3 separate regions of the Mus musculus genome follow, and regions 2 and 3 are each linked to region 1. The links are chromatin contacts, called in public HiChIP or PLAC-seq and promoter capture Hi-C maps. All regions are on one chromosome and are shown on one strand. The core of a region is the stretch at or near the end of the contact, and the rest is flanking DNA. Distances in the headings are between cores, read along the strand shown.

Region 1 (3,913 bases), core at 441-2,940:
CTAATGGAAGCAGAGGCCACTTTACACTTTAGCTCATGAAGCGTTTTGTGATTTCAGGTAGATCTGTTGGGTATAGCAGACCTAGCGCACTTACTCCTGTTCAAGGAGCACCTCCATGTCTTCTGGGATGGACTCCTCTGGAAACTTAGCCAGAGCACCTCTGAGTGAGTACTGGGTCCTCCAGGGTTCCTCCATATCCCAATAGTTTGCCCTCTCTCTTCAGCGGACTCTGCTGTGGTAGGCAACCTGAGTTTTTTAAACCAAGTGCTGTCTCTGCGTTCACTTCAGTGTCTGCAGAGCACCTAGGACAGGGAAAGGAATGGCCAGCTGAAAATAAGACATAGACCTGCTCAGACTTTAGGGCATTTCTTAGCTTAGAAATAGAAACACTTTAGAGGAATAAGTTTTCTAACCAATTGGTGTTAGTCTTTTTAACAGCTGTGTTTATCAAAAGTCGGTTGTCTTTTGAAGAGTTAAGTTTCCACATGGTATACTGAGTTTAGATTATTATCTATTAAATGATAAGGTAGAACCAAACCACCGAGCAGTCTCCTGGTGCAGAAATAAGTGATCTCTCAGGTCTGCTTGGGAATTTGTCAGACACCTTACATAGCGCCAATGGCTTCCCAGCATAGGCTCACCAAGTAGTGACGCACTGCATGCCAGTTCTAAAGTTGGTTTTCATTTTAGATCAGTGTTGAAGACTGAATGTCCCTTCCCTGCTTTCATCTCCAGAACACTAAGTTGTATTTTCCTCATTTGATTCGGAAATTTGTCTCCTGCATGTATTTTTAAGATAGGTTTGATCCTGACTTGCCAGCTCAGGCCTTTAACCCCAGCCCATGGAAGGCAGAGGCTCGAGGCCAGCCAGAGCTACACAGTGAGACATTGTCTCAGACAGCAACAGAAATAGATAAGTTAATGAGATTGCTGAAGGGTACTTTGAGATGTGCAGGGCTAAGAGGCATCTTGGTCTAGCTGTGGACCTGCTGGTGTGGTTAATGGACACAAGCAAAAATAGATGGCTGGGCCCGCCTTTGTCAACCCCCTGCTCTACAGCAGTGCGAGTTTTCAGATAAGAGAAGGAGAGTAAGAGCAAGGCACCTTAACCAAGGTTGGACGTCAGAGAACTGAGGATGGCGGAGCCTGAGGTGAGGGGATGTTGTCATGACCTGCAGTGAGAAAACTGGCAGGGAACGAAGTTTCTTTTTCTTTGACTGTGTGTGGATAAGTGCTAGCGGGTGTCACTGCACCGGAGTGGCCAGGATCCATGGGCTCAGGCGAGAGTGGATTTCCTTCTTCCATGTGTGTTCAGGGCCACCACAGCAGACTGATTTTTGTAGTTCTTCCCTGTGCCTTCAAGAGTGTTTGAATGATCTCCAATCTTAGAGTTCTTGGTATTACCATATATCACTTTGGCATGTTAGTGTCCTGCTGAGTTAAACCCAGAAAGAATTCTAATTTTCACATGCCCAATCTTGATAGAAATGATTTTTTTTTAAATTTTCTTAGGCTAAAAGACAGTGAATTGTGGAATAAATTCTTTGTGCGGATTCTGAATGCCAGTGACAAGTCCACAGTGTCTGTTCTGGGGGAGCTGGCAGCAGAAATGGGTGGGGCTTTTGATGCCACATTCCATAGCCACCTGAACAGAGCCCTGTGGAAGCTGGGGAAGACAATCAGCCCGGAAGCTTTGCTCACTCAGCAAGACAAGCAGCCAGGCGGCTCCCAGAGCCCTGCCTAAGCCATGGGTATGGTGAAGAACTGGTCTGGGGCTGCTGTGATTTGTTTAGAGCACACTTAGACACATCAGCAGTCCTTCACTAGGGGTCACTCTCAGTAGCACAGCTTTCAGCCAGGTGGCTGTGCCCTGGCAGCCTCATCTGGTTTATTCAAAAGGTTTCTGTGCAGACAGCTGCTTTTTAGCCCTCTGGCTTCTGCCTTCTCTCTTTTGTAATTTTATAACATGTACTCTCCTTTCACTGTGTATTTTATAATAAAATAGTTTTTGTTACATTTCTGTTGCTGGCAATTCATCTACACTTGCAAACTAAGGTGATAAATGGCTTCATTTTGGAGAGGACTTACTCTACGGTGGTAGAAACTTATGTATCCCAGACTTAGAGCAGCTGCCTTTGGGTTATAAGAAGGCAGCTGGCCGGCCATTTCTTCCGTCTCTCTCTGTCCTTCTAGAGGGTGTCCAGAAAGAAGCAGGTAAAATGACACACACACACACACACACACACACACCAGCTTTCCTTAAGTTCAAAGGTACCGGCCTTTGGGGACAGAGTACTCAGCAACCTGTCATGCAGGACACAGGGCTGCTGAGGGGACAGAGACCATTTTCCTTAGGTGTCAGGAAAGCAGGGGTCAGAACAGAAAGGACTGAAGTGGGGACTAATATGGAAAACAGTAAGTCTGATGGAACACTGTGCACCCAAAGGGGCGCACTGGCTGGGTGTGTGGGGGGCTGTGGGGGTGTGTGTGTCATTAAGGCTTTTGTTTCTTCAGTAGGATAATAAGCATTTATTTATTTATTTCACACTAAAATGTCAGTCACCTGATGTCCACTCGTGCTGGTGCCTGAGTCTCCTCTACTTGTCACCATTGTTGCTCTAAGCTTGTTAGAGAGCAGATTCCCTAACTAATCTCTCAACTGAAACACTTGGGCAAATTCGACAGGGTAAGCCAGAAAAAATGTATCTGAAAGACAAAGAAAGTAAATATTTTCCTTCAACCAAAATACAGTTCTGCAAACATCTTCAGTTTGCTTCTTATACTGAAGATAATAAATGATGAAACTGCCTTTCTGTAATCAAGTCCTTCTTAGTCCCCAGTGCCCTGTATTGCCCAGGAAATTGAGAGCCTTTAACTTAAGTAAGCTTCTACCTAGTGAATACTTCAGCAGTCTAGGCAGCCAAGTTGCTGTATGGGCAAATCTTGTTTCTGAAAGTACAAGCAGGAGTGGGAGGAGCCAGGACACCCTGCAGCTCTGTTCACACCCCACACCTCACCCCATACACCCCCCACTCTCTGACCTCCGCCAACTTCAGCCTTTGAGGACAGGAAAGGATGTCACTGCCAACAGTGCCTGTCATCAACAATGTCTGCCATCGCTTCAGTTTTCTTTACAAAAGCATAAAACCACAAAATAGAACCCTTTCCGTTTCCCTTTCATTTTTGTTTATTTTTAAGCTAAGATCACTGCAGGGCATAGGCTGCCATCAAACCCCAGGTACTCTGGTCACATTCCCCAGAGGGCTGGAATTTCAGGGGCCCACCCACCAGACTCCCTCATATTTGATGCCCATTGTCTTAGGAAAAGGAAGCCTTTGTTTTGTGTAGAGGCTACAGGTGGCTTTGATCTGGTCTCATGAAAGCAAGAAGAACAGAATGCTGGGCCTGGGAGAAGGAAAGACAGATGCACAACTGGGAAGAACAGGACTTCTTTCTCCCCGTTTGGAGGAAGACTGTGGAATAAGCTCTCCCCATTCACAAAGCACTTTGTGCCCTAACTTGCTTGGGGCCCTGTTAGAGGCATCCTCCTCACAAGTCAGAGTGTTCTAACTGATGCCAGACCCGAGTCTGGAAGTGAACTCCTTCCTTCCTGCTGGAGGAAGTTGTGGCCTATTGCTCGAGCTGTGATCTCAGGCAGGTAGGAAAGTCTTTCAGGGTTAGCACAGGCCTTCAGAATAACTTGTTGATGTCTTAAGGTGAAAGTCTAAGGCAAGGCCAGTGAAGGTGCACTCTTCATTGGAACTGAAAACAAAATTCTTGCTCTACCAAAAGTTACTCTATTCTGACTTCAACAGCTCCCTACGGAGCAGGTGCAGCATGCTTTTAACATGACTGACTTTGACTATAATGAGGTCGGAGGCATGGAAGCTGAGTATTTACCAAGGTACAGATG
Region 2 (3,913 bases), core at 713-3,212, 220 kb after region 1:
CCTCTATTACAAGTATTTTCATTGCTCTTTGAGCTTCTGGCCCATATTTCCTATAAAGCAACGCTTCACATCCCACACGGAGGTCAGTAACGAAGACTCAAGGTTCCCTCATTCTGTAGAGGGGAGGCTGAGGAGAGACAGAGCAGCCTTAGCTGTAAAACCCTTCATTACACCCATTCTCTTGTCTCTCAAGAGATCTAGGACAATCTCAAAATATCTAAAGAAGTCACTTCAACCAGAGTAGAAATAAGAGGAATGTGATTTTGTGTGTTTTCATTTTTATGCTTTTACTGGTCTCTTGTAGCCCAGGCTGGCTTTGAACTCCAATCCTCCTGCCTCGGTTTTCCAAAGGCTGAGATTATAGGTGTAGAAGCTGCTCTGTGATTGGTTTTTGACCTATCTTTAGGGAGGGCTCAGAATGCAGCTCTTTCCAGTTGTGGGAGGGGCTAAATTAGAATGTGAGACCAGGTAGGAAAAGTCAGATGTGGTAGGGACAACTAAAAATGAGCATGTGGCTCTGAGTGCTATGCCATATAATTAAGTATGCAATCATTTTTATTATAATTTTGATTGCTGGGGTTGAACCAAAGCCTTGGGTACTCAAGTGGATGCCTTACATCGCACTGTACCCCCTGCCCAGTGAATATGCCTCATGATGACATTGTAGTGGGGAACACTGTTCTCATTTTCAGGTGATAAAAGACACAGCAAGGATCCAAGCAATGTGTTCAAAGCCCCCTTCCTGGACAGAAGTGGAAAGGGGATTAAGAGATAAGAGCCTGGCTCCTGTCAGTCTTTCTTCTTCTGGACACAAAAGACAGATCTCCCCTCAAAGGCACTAAGTTTATTTTAAGCCAATACGAATAACCATGACATGAGCAAAATTCGGGTTGCCCTTAATGACGTACTCCAGTGTGGAATAGCTACAGGATATGTTCTTAGCCACAAAACCAAAGACTGTACTTACCAAAGACCTTGTGCCAACACTGGTCGGTGAGTTACTCCAGGGAAATCTCTGATATTATCTGATGACATACTTAGATGACATACAAGATGTTCTTGGTTTGTACAAGTTAGTAGTCTGCTAAATGAATAAATTCCAGGTGGGTGTTATCCACTTGTAGTGGAAGCACTCGTAAGAGAGAGGCAGGCAGATCTCTTTTGAGTTCAAAGTCAAAAAGTTCCAGGACAGCCAGGGCTACATAGAGATCCTGTCTCTGATTAGTGAACTAATTTAAAATAAAATTTCCTACCTGATGGTCAAGAATACTGGGTCAGTTAGGTGGGTTGGAGATAAACGGCTACTTAAAGGAACTAAAGATACTCAAATATAATTTTGGCTGTGAATCTGCAACAGCCCAACACCCACAATCACAAAGTTCTAATTAGTTTGCAGAATCTTCACTCAAGTGATTTTTTTCAGGGAACCCCAAACACCATTCTTCTCTTCCTGCCCTGTCACCCCAATAAGAAAACGTTCTTACAGAATCCGAGGGCAGAGAATCCTGGGCAACCTCTTTCGCTTAAGGAGGAACCAAAACCTATTACATAACAAAGCAAATTTTGCTGTTTTCAGTCAGTGGGGACTCTAGAACAAAAGATTCTTTAACAGACCTTCACACCTCCAGATCTGTTTGGACAGTTTATCCCTCCACATTAGGCATCTGCGTTGGAGTACTTGCTTTCCCACAAAGATAGTCTTGTGCCGTTCAAGATTAAAATCTTAACACGAGATACTACTATACTTTCTTGTATGCAAGAAAGACACTTAGGAAACAAGTACGGGAGGTAGCCAGCACAGGAGCCAGGGCTGGCTGCCGCCTCTCGGCTGATTGGCTTGCATGGTTGCAAGGGCAGCAAGGCCTTCGGCTGGCTTCCGAGAACGATTGGCTACTGAAGCCCCACCCCCTCCCTGATTGGACAAAGTGTTGAAACTAGGATTGGTGGAGCGTAAGCTAAACCAGTCCAAGCTCCTGGTGCACCGCAGAGATGGCGACTGCAATCCGGCTGCTGGGACGGCGAGTTTCCAGTTGGAGACTGCGGCCATCACCGTCGCCCCTCGCTGTCCCGCGGCGGGCCCACTCGATATTGCCTGTGGACGATGATATCAACGGGCTAAACGAGGAGCAGAAGCAGGTAGGAAGGCCGGCCCCAGGACATGTCCCAGGTCTTACCCAAGTGACTTGTGCCTGCCAGGCCTTGGAAGCGTTTCGTAGAAGCTAGGGAGAGGAACTGCGCGCCCTCTCCCTACTAATATTTGAGGGAGACAGCAAGACAGGGGGATTCCTGGCTTTGAACTCCAGCTAGGAGGAGATAAAAGAGTAAGGACCAAACCTGGAAGACTGGTGGTGTTTGGGTGGGCAGATTGGTTGGCCCTACTTCTAGTGGCTCTCATGAATCTGAAAACACTTACACCCCAACCTGTTCTCTCTCTCTCTCTCTCTCTCTCTCTCTCTCTCTCTCTCTCTCTCTCTCTCGCTCACTCTCGCTCTCCTTCTCCCTCTCGCTCTCCCATTCTCCCCTTCCTTGGGGTCTCAGTATGTATAGCTTTGGGTGGCCTGGAAGGCATTAAACTAGTACTTGAACTCTACTAGTGAACTCTTGCTTTTGCCTCAAGAGTGATGGGATTAAAGGCATGGGCCACCATACCTGGCTTGTAAGCAATGGTTCTCAACTTATGGTTGAAGTTACGCATGACCCATAGCTACCAGGGCAATTTGCTTTTTCAATGGAAGACTTTAAAGAATTCTGAAATGCCATCTTAAGTTTGTTTTCTTCCCCTCTTCAAGGCATAATGCACAAAGCTGAAAAAAAAAAAAAGAGCTTGGTTGCTGGGCAGTGGTGGCGCACACCTTTAATACCAGCACTCGGGAGACAGAGGCAGGTGGATTTCTGAGTTCGAGGCCAGCCTGGTCTACAGAGTGAGTTCCAGGACAGCCAGGGATACACAGAGAAACCCTGTCTGGAAAAAACAAACAAACAAAGAGCTTGGTTAACCTACTCTTATTGCTAGGTTTAACTCTCTTCCCTAATCGAAGCCAATGAATAATTTCCAGGGATGCCTTGGGTCCTGCCTATCTATCTATCTATCTATCTATCTATCTATCTATCTATCTATCTATCTATCTATCTAGATATCTAGATATCTATCTAGATATCTATCTAGATATCTAGATATGTATGTATATGAAGCAACTGCTGTAGATTGCCTAAGAGATTGCTGAGGAGTGATGGTTTCACACACAGTGTGTCTGAGTCAGATGCTATACCAAGGGCAAGTATTGCTATGAATAACCTTAGTGGAGGAAGGGAGTGGAGCCCCTAGGCACCTTCTGGAATTCTAAGAAAGAAAGAAAAGTGAAGAACCAGGGTACAGTTACAATCAAATCAAACCCACACTCCATCAGAGTAAATAACTCAATGTCCAATATCTAGGGTTAATCATGACCTTCTGGGCTCCTCTAAGGGGCTTGAGTCACTTCTCCAGCTCTGCCCTCTACAGCCCACACAGCTTGTCTTCTAAGCTCTGGTAAGCACCACCTCCTGCTGCTGCTGTTCTTGGTGGCCCTCCCGTGGTACTGGTTATCTCCAAAATGCTGGGTCTCTGCTGCAGCTGAGCTGGACTTCTATTAGTAGCCTCTTCTGGGATCTCCTCATGGTGCCAAACTTCTGCTTTTCTGCATGGCCCCTTTAATCCTGGGGCATTAAATGTAATCCATGACCCTTTACCAAGAGCCTGCCTCTCTTGGCTTCTGACAATGTCAAGTCTCAGCTACTCTCTATGACCCATTCGTACCTTTAAAACCAGCAGCACCTGGAAGACTTATGCTTGATCAAGTTCCGCTGTCAGCACAGTGCAGCCTTAGCTATCTCTGTAGCACAGCTTCTGAGTGCTAACTGAGGAAACACCTCC
Region 3 (3,913 bases), core at 920-3,419, 200 kb after region 1:
TTCCACTGCACTGGTTTTAGAAGTTACACATATCCATTGGTGTCTTATCTCTGTCACAGAACATAGAGGGCAGAGTAGGTTGGTCAAAACAAACTCCTAGAAGGTTTTCTGCTTTCCATTCTTCCAGCCAGAGATCTGTGAATGTGCAGGAATCACACTGGCCCCAACTATCATCCCTCATAAGTAAATCAACCTGGCGTCAACACAGGGTAAAGCTGCAAGGGACGTGCTTTACTGAGACCTGCTACCCGCCAGCTACAGCACTTGTAGCCCAGTACTCTGCCGCCTTATAGCCCAGGCTTTCCCACTGGGTTTTTCCAGCTTTGCCTCCAGCCACAGTCCTGACTGAGCATGCCCACTGCCTTCCCCTGTGTGTATATCACTTTGGCGCTTACACTCAGATTAAACCATCTTTAAAATGACACTTCAAAAGACTTCTCATGGACTTTCAGGGCTTGAGGGGTGGGAGAGATGAAAGTATTCACTGGTAAAGTATGTGTTCAGTATGCACAAGGCCCTGGAATCGATCCCCAGCAACCCACACACCGTTTTCCCTTATAAACCCAAATGAAACCTCTGATGAAAAAAGGAAAGATGCAGGAGGCCAGGCTAGGGATGTAGTTTAGTTGGTAAAATTCTTAATAACATACATGAAGCCCCAGGTTCAATCCCAAACATTGCATAAAATCAGGCTTAGTAGTGAGATCATGCCTGCCGCTAATCAATCCCAGGAGCTGGAGGCAGGAGGACTGAGAGTTCAAGATCCTGCTCAGCAGGGCTGGAGATGACACGGCAGTGAAGAGACCTCTTTCAGAAGACCAGTGTTTACCTCCAGCATCTGTCACACCAGTTCCGGGGATCCAATGACCTCTTAGCTTCTGAGGAAACACACACAAATAATAAACTTTTGAAAAAAAAAATTCACCCTCAACTACAGAGCAGGAGTACAGTGTCAGGGTTTTGTTTTGTGGTTTTAAGGGGAACAGAATTACAGGAGGCCATTGTTTCAAAACTATCTGAAAAGCCAGGTTAAAAATAGAGACTGCCCCACCCAGGGATCCATCCCATTAAACAAACACCAAATCCAGACACTGTTGCATATGTCAACAAGATTTGGTGACAGGACCCTGATATAGCTCTCTTTTGTGAGGCTGTGCCAGTGCCTGGCAAATACAGAAGTGGATGCTCACAGTCATCTATTGGATGGAACACAGGGCCCCTAATGGAGGAGCTAGAGAAAGTACTCAAGGAGCTGAAGGGGTCTGCAACCCTATAGGAGAACAACAATATGAACTAACCAGTACCCCCCAGAGCTGTGTCTCTAGCTGCATATGTAGCCAAGGATGGCCTAGTTGGCCATCAATGGGAGGAGAGGCCCTTGGTCTTGCAAAGATTATATGCCCCAGTGCAGGGGAATGCCAGGGCCAGGAAGCAAGAGTGGGTGGGTTGGAGAGCAGGGCGGGGTGGGGTATAGAGGACTTTCAGAGAGGAAACTAGGAAAGAGGATAGCATTTGAAATGTAAATGAAGAAAATAATAATAAAAACCAAACGAGAATCAAAGTCACCAAGGTGAAACTAAAATGTCTACCTGCTCTTACCGATCTGAATTAAAGTGGAAACAGCCAAAAATCTCCCAGACTTGCCTACTTGATAAAAAGTTTTGTCTTAATCCTTAACACAAAAGGAGTTAACAGGAAGCTAGCTTTCCTGCAGCAAGCAGTTGCTTTCCTACTGTTCCTTATCTCTGTCCCCATCTTACAAGGAAACCAGCCAGCCTGCTTTTCAAAGCCCTTCTCCATTTATAAAACCTCATGGAGAGCCTCCGTGGATCCCTTGTAAGGTCTCCGGTCTTCCTCATGAAGCCCCAACAGTTCCTCGCTGTAAGTGGCTCCCCACTGGAGTGGATTCTCCTGCCTTTGCATTGAGCACACCACCCCAACATCATTGTGGTTTATGGGGTGCTAGGCATTTGCCTAGCATAGTCTATAATCTCAGCACCTGGGAAGTGGAAACAACAGAACCTAGGAGTTCAAAACCAGTCTGGGTCATGAGACCCATCCCCCCATCCACCCCCCCAAAAAGACCTGAGGCGAGATAGAAAGACAAAAGGACATTTAGAGACTTGAGAAGAAGAAAGCAGCCTTTTTTCTAGGTGACAAAGGAAAGTGAGGTCCAGTGACTCTCAGCTTGCCTGCTGTGACTCTAATACTGCTCCTCATGTTGTGGAGACTCCCAGCCATAGAATTATTTTGTCGCTACTGCATAACTAATTTTGTTAGTTATAAATCATAATGTATGTTTTCCTACGGTCTTGGTAATCTCTGTGAAAGGGATAGTTGACACCTGTTGACCCACAGGTTGAGAATCAGTGTCGCACAGTTTCATGGAAGCTTTCTCTTCTTCCTGGGGTGGGACTTTAACTCAGGAGTTAGGGGTACCAGAAGCCCATAGTCACACAAAACTTATACCCAACCACTGGAGGGAATCGGGACAGGCACTCAAAAAGTTGGAGGCAGGAGCTGATACAGCGGCTATGGAGGGGTACTGCTTCCTGGCTGGCTTCCCTATGGCTTGCTCAACCTGCCTTCTTACAGAATCCTGGACCACCAGGCCAGGGATGGCACCACCCACAATGGGCTGGGCCCTTCCCCATTGATCACAAATTGAGAGAATGCTCTACAGCTGGATCTCATGGAGGCATTTCCTCAACTGAGGCTCTTTCCTCTCTGATGACTCTAACTTGTGTCAAGTTGACACACAAAATCAGCCAGTACATGGAACATTTTGATAAAGCTTTGATAATAACCAAACACTTTTTAATCTCAGTTTTATTAAGATTCAGTTTCCCAAGTAGTTATATTGATTAAACACAGTTTTTACTAGACTTTATTTGGTAAATGTTACCAAGAGAAAAATCAATAAGAGAAATCTGTTGATTTCAATAACAATTTGTCATTAATGTGCTGAACTTTGACTTTAGATATTTTAATGTCACTCATTACCGTCTCCAAGTCTCAGCTATCACATCCCTTATATAACTTATTCAGACATTTCGTGACGTGTGTAGGCTTTCTAGCTTTGTTTTATTTTTATTTTTCTGGAAGAATCTAGGATCTTTATCTTTAGGATAAAGTCTTACCATTCAGAAATCCTTATTTACCAAAACTATCTTTATTCCTACATCCTTGTAACACTTTTTCTTCTACTTGCTGGCCCCCTTTTGTTTCATTTCCTTTTTTGGAATTATAAGACATAGTAACAATGCATTTACCATCATATTAGAAGAGTGAGTCCAAACTACATGGCTTAATATAAATTAAGATTATCTGTATATACATTGTTAATTTATAGGCCTTTTTTCTGAGTATAATTAATATATATATATATATATACACACACACATATATATACATATATAAGTACAATAAGTATAACTTATTAAGCAAAAGTACAATAAGTAAATAGCAAGTCACAGGTAGACAGCAAAGTATCAGATCAGCAAGCCAACTGAGGAAACCCTGCTCAAACCATCATGCTGGTATTACCACTTGAGAGATGTCCAGGCAGAAGGCGTCTTGCATCCTCTCATCTGATGCATCCCATCATAGCTATTCCCATGACAGGCATTTTTATATGATGGGATAACAATAGTAGACTCTGTGGGAATGCTTTACCGTTTAGCTGTTCTCAAGGACACAGTGCAGCTTGGGCTGCTTGTTGTTCTCCCTGTTACAGGGCCAGGGGACCCCCCCCGACTTAGGACAGGTTTTGGAGGGCACTCTGGGGCAAATATGCTCAGATCTGAAGTAGGGGTGCCAAATTGTACATTGAGAGTCAACTTTTTAGTGAGCTTAAACAGCATCTGACAACTTAACAATATAATGTGTACTACACATGTAATTGCAGACCTGA

The links. Promoter capture Hi-C pulls out the DNA fragments that hold promoters and counts their contacts. HiChIP or PLAC-seq counts read pairs in DNA pulled down with a chosen protein or histone mark.
Region 2: a contact with region 1 is called in an H3K27ac HiChIP or PLAC-seq map of embryonic stem cells, with 4 times the contacts expected there. The contact joins the promoter of Ivd here to the enhancer-like site in region 1. A contact is called at or near these places in 4 of 39 promoter capture datasets (embryonic stem cells, neural stem cells, pre-B cells and 1 more), 37 of 484 Hi-C or Micro-C datasets (B cells, CD4 T cells, CD8 T cells and 29 more), 9 of 115 datasets of contacts at active chromatin or transcription factors (T-cell acute lymphoblastic leukemia, bone marrow-derived dendritic cells, embryonic basal ganglia and 6 more) and 4 of 9 other capture datasets (adipose tissue, liver, macrophages and 1 more).
Region 3: a contact with region 1 is called in a promoter capture Hi-C map of embryonic stem cells, with 2.5 times the contacts expected there. The contact joins two enhancer-like sites. A contact is called at or near these places in 11 of 39 promoter capture datasets (the 3T3-L1 cell line, 3T3-L1-derived adipocytes, the C10 cell line and 6 more), 1 of 15 datasets of contacts at CTCF or cohesin (the NIH/3T3 cell line), 2 of 484 Hi-C or Micro-C datasets (the C2C12 cell line and nephron progenitors), 2 of 115 datasets of contacts at active chromatin or transcription factors (double positive thymocytes and embryonic basal ganglia) and 4 of 9 other capture datasets (adipose tissue, embryonic stem cells, liver and 1 more).

What each region holds. Positions count from the first base shown.
Region 1 is chr2:118,639,576-118,643,488 of GRCm38.p6, forward strand. It overlaps Bub1b (BUB1B, mitotic checkpoint serine/threonine kinase), which reads left to right. Exons shown (of 23, transcript NM_009773.3): 22 at 58-164; 23 at 1,513-2,017. The coding sequence ends at 1,744. Among named protein-coding and RNA genes, the nearest start is that of Pak6, 22 kb to the right of the region's middle. Within about 2 kb of position 1,691, at least 62 of the 459 cell types and tissues checked have an H3K27ac peak or open chromatin away from gene starts, as enhancers often do. A contact at or near this core is called in B cells, CD8 T cells, DN2 thymocytes and 9 more, where this site is marked.
Region 2 is chr2:118,860,032-118,863,944 of GRCm38.p6, forward strand. It overlaps Ivd (isovaleryl coenzyme A dehydrogenase), which reads left to right and starts at 1,963. Exons shown (of 12, transcript NM_019826.4): 1 at 1,963-2,136. The coding sequence starts at 1,990. It overlaps Gm39913 (a long non-coding RNA gene), which reads right to left and starts at 1,823. Exons shown (of 2, transcript XR_866660.2): 1 at 968-1,823.
Region 3 is chr2:118,836,787-118,840,699 of GRCm38.p6, forward strand. It overlaps Gm39913 (a long non-coding RNA gene), which reads right to left. Exons shown (of 2, transcript XR_866660.2): 2 at 604-878. It also overlaps a transcript of Knstrn not described here. Among named protein-coding and RNA genes, the nearest start is that of Gm39913, 23 kb to the right of the region's middle. Within about 2 kb of position 2,170, at least 17 of the 459 cell types and tissues checked have an H3K27ac peak or open chromatin away from gene starts, as enhancers often do. A contact at or near this core is called in embryonic stem cells, where this site is marked.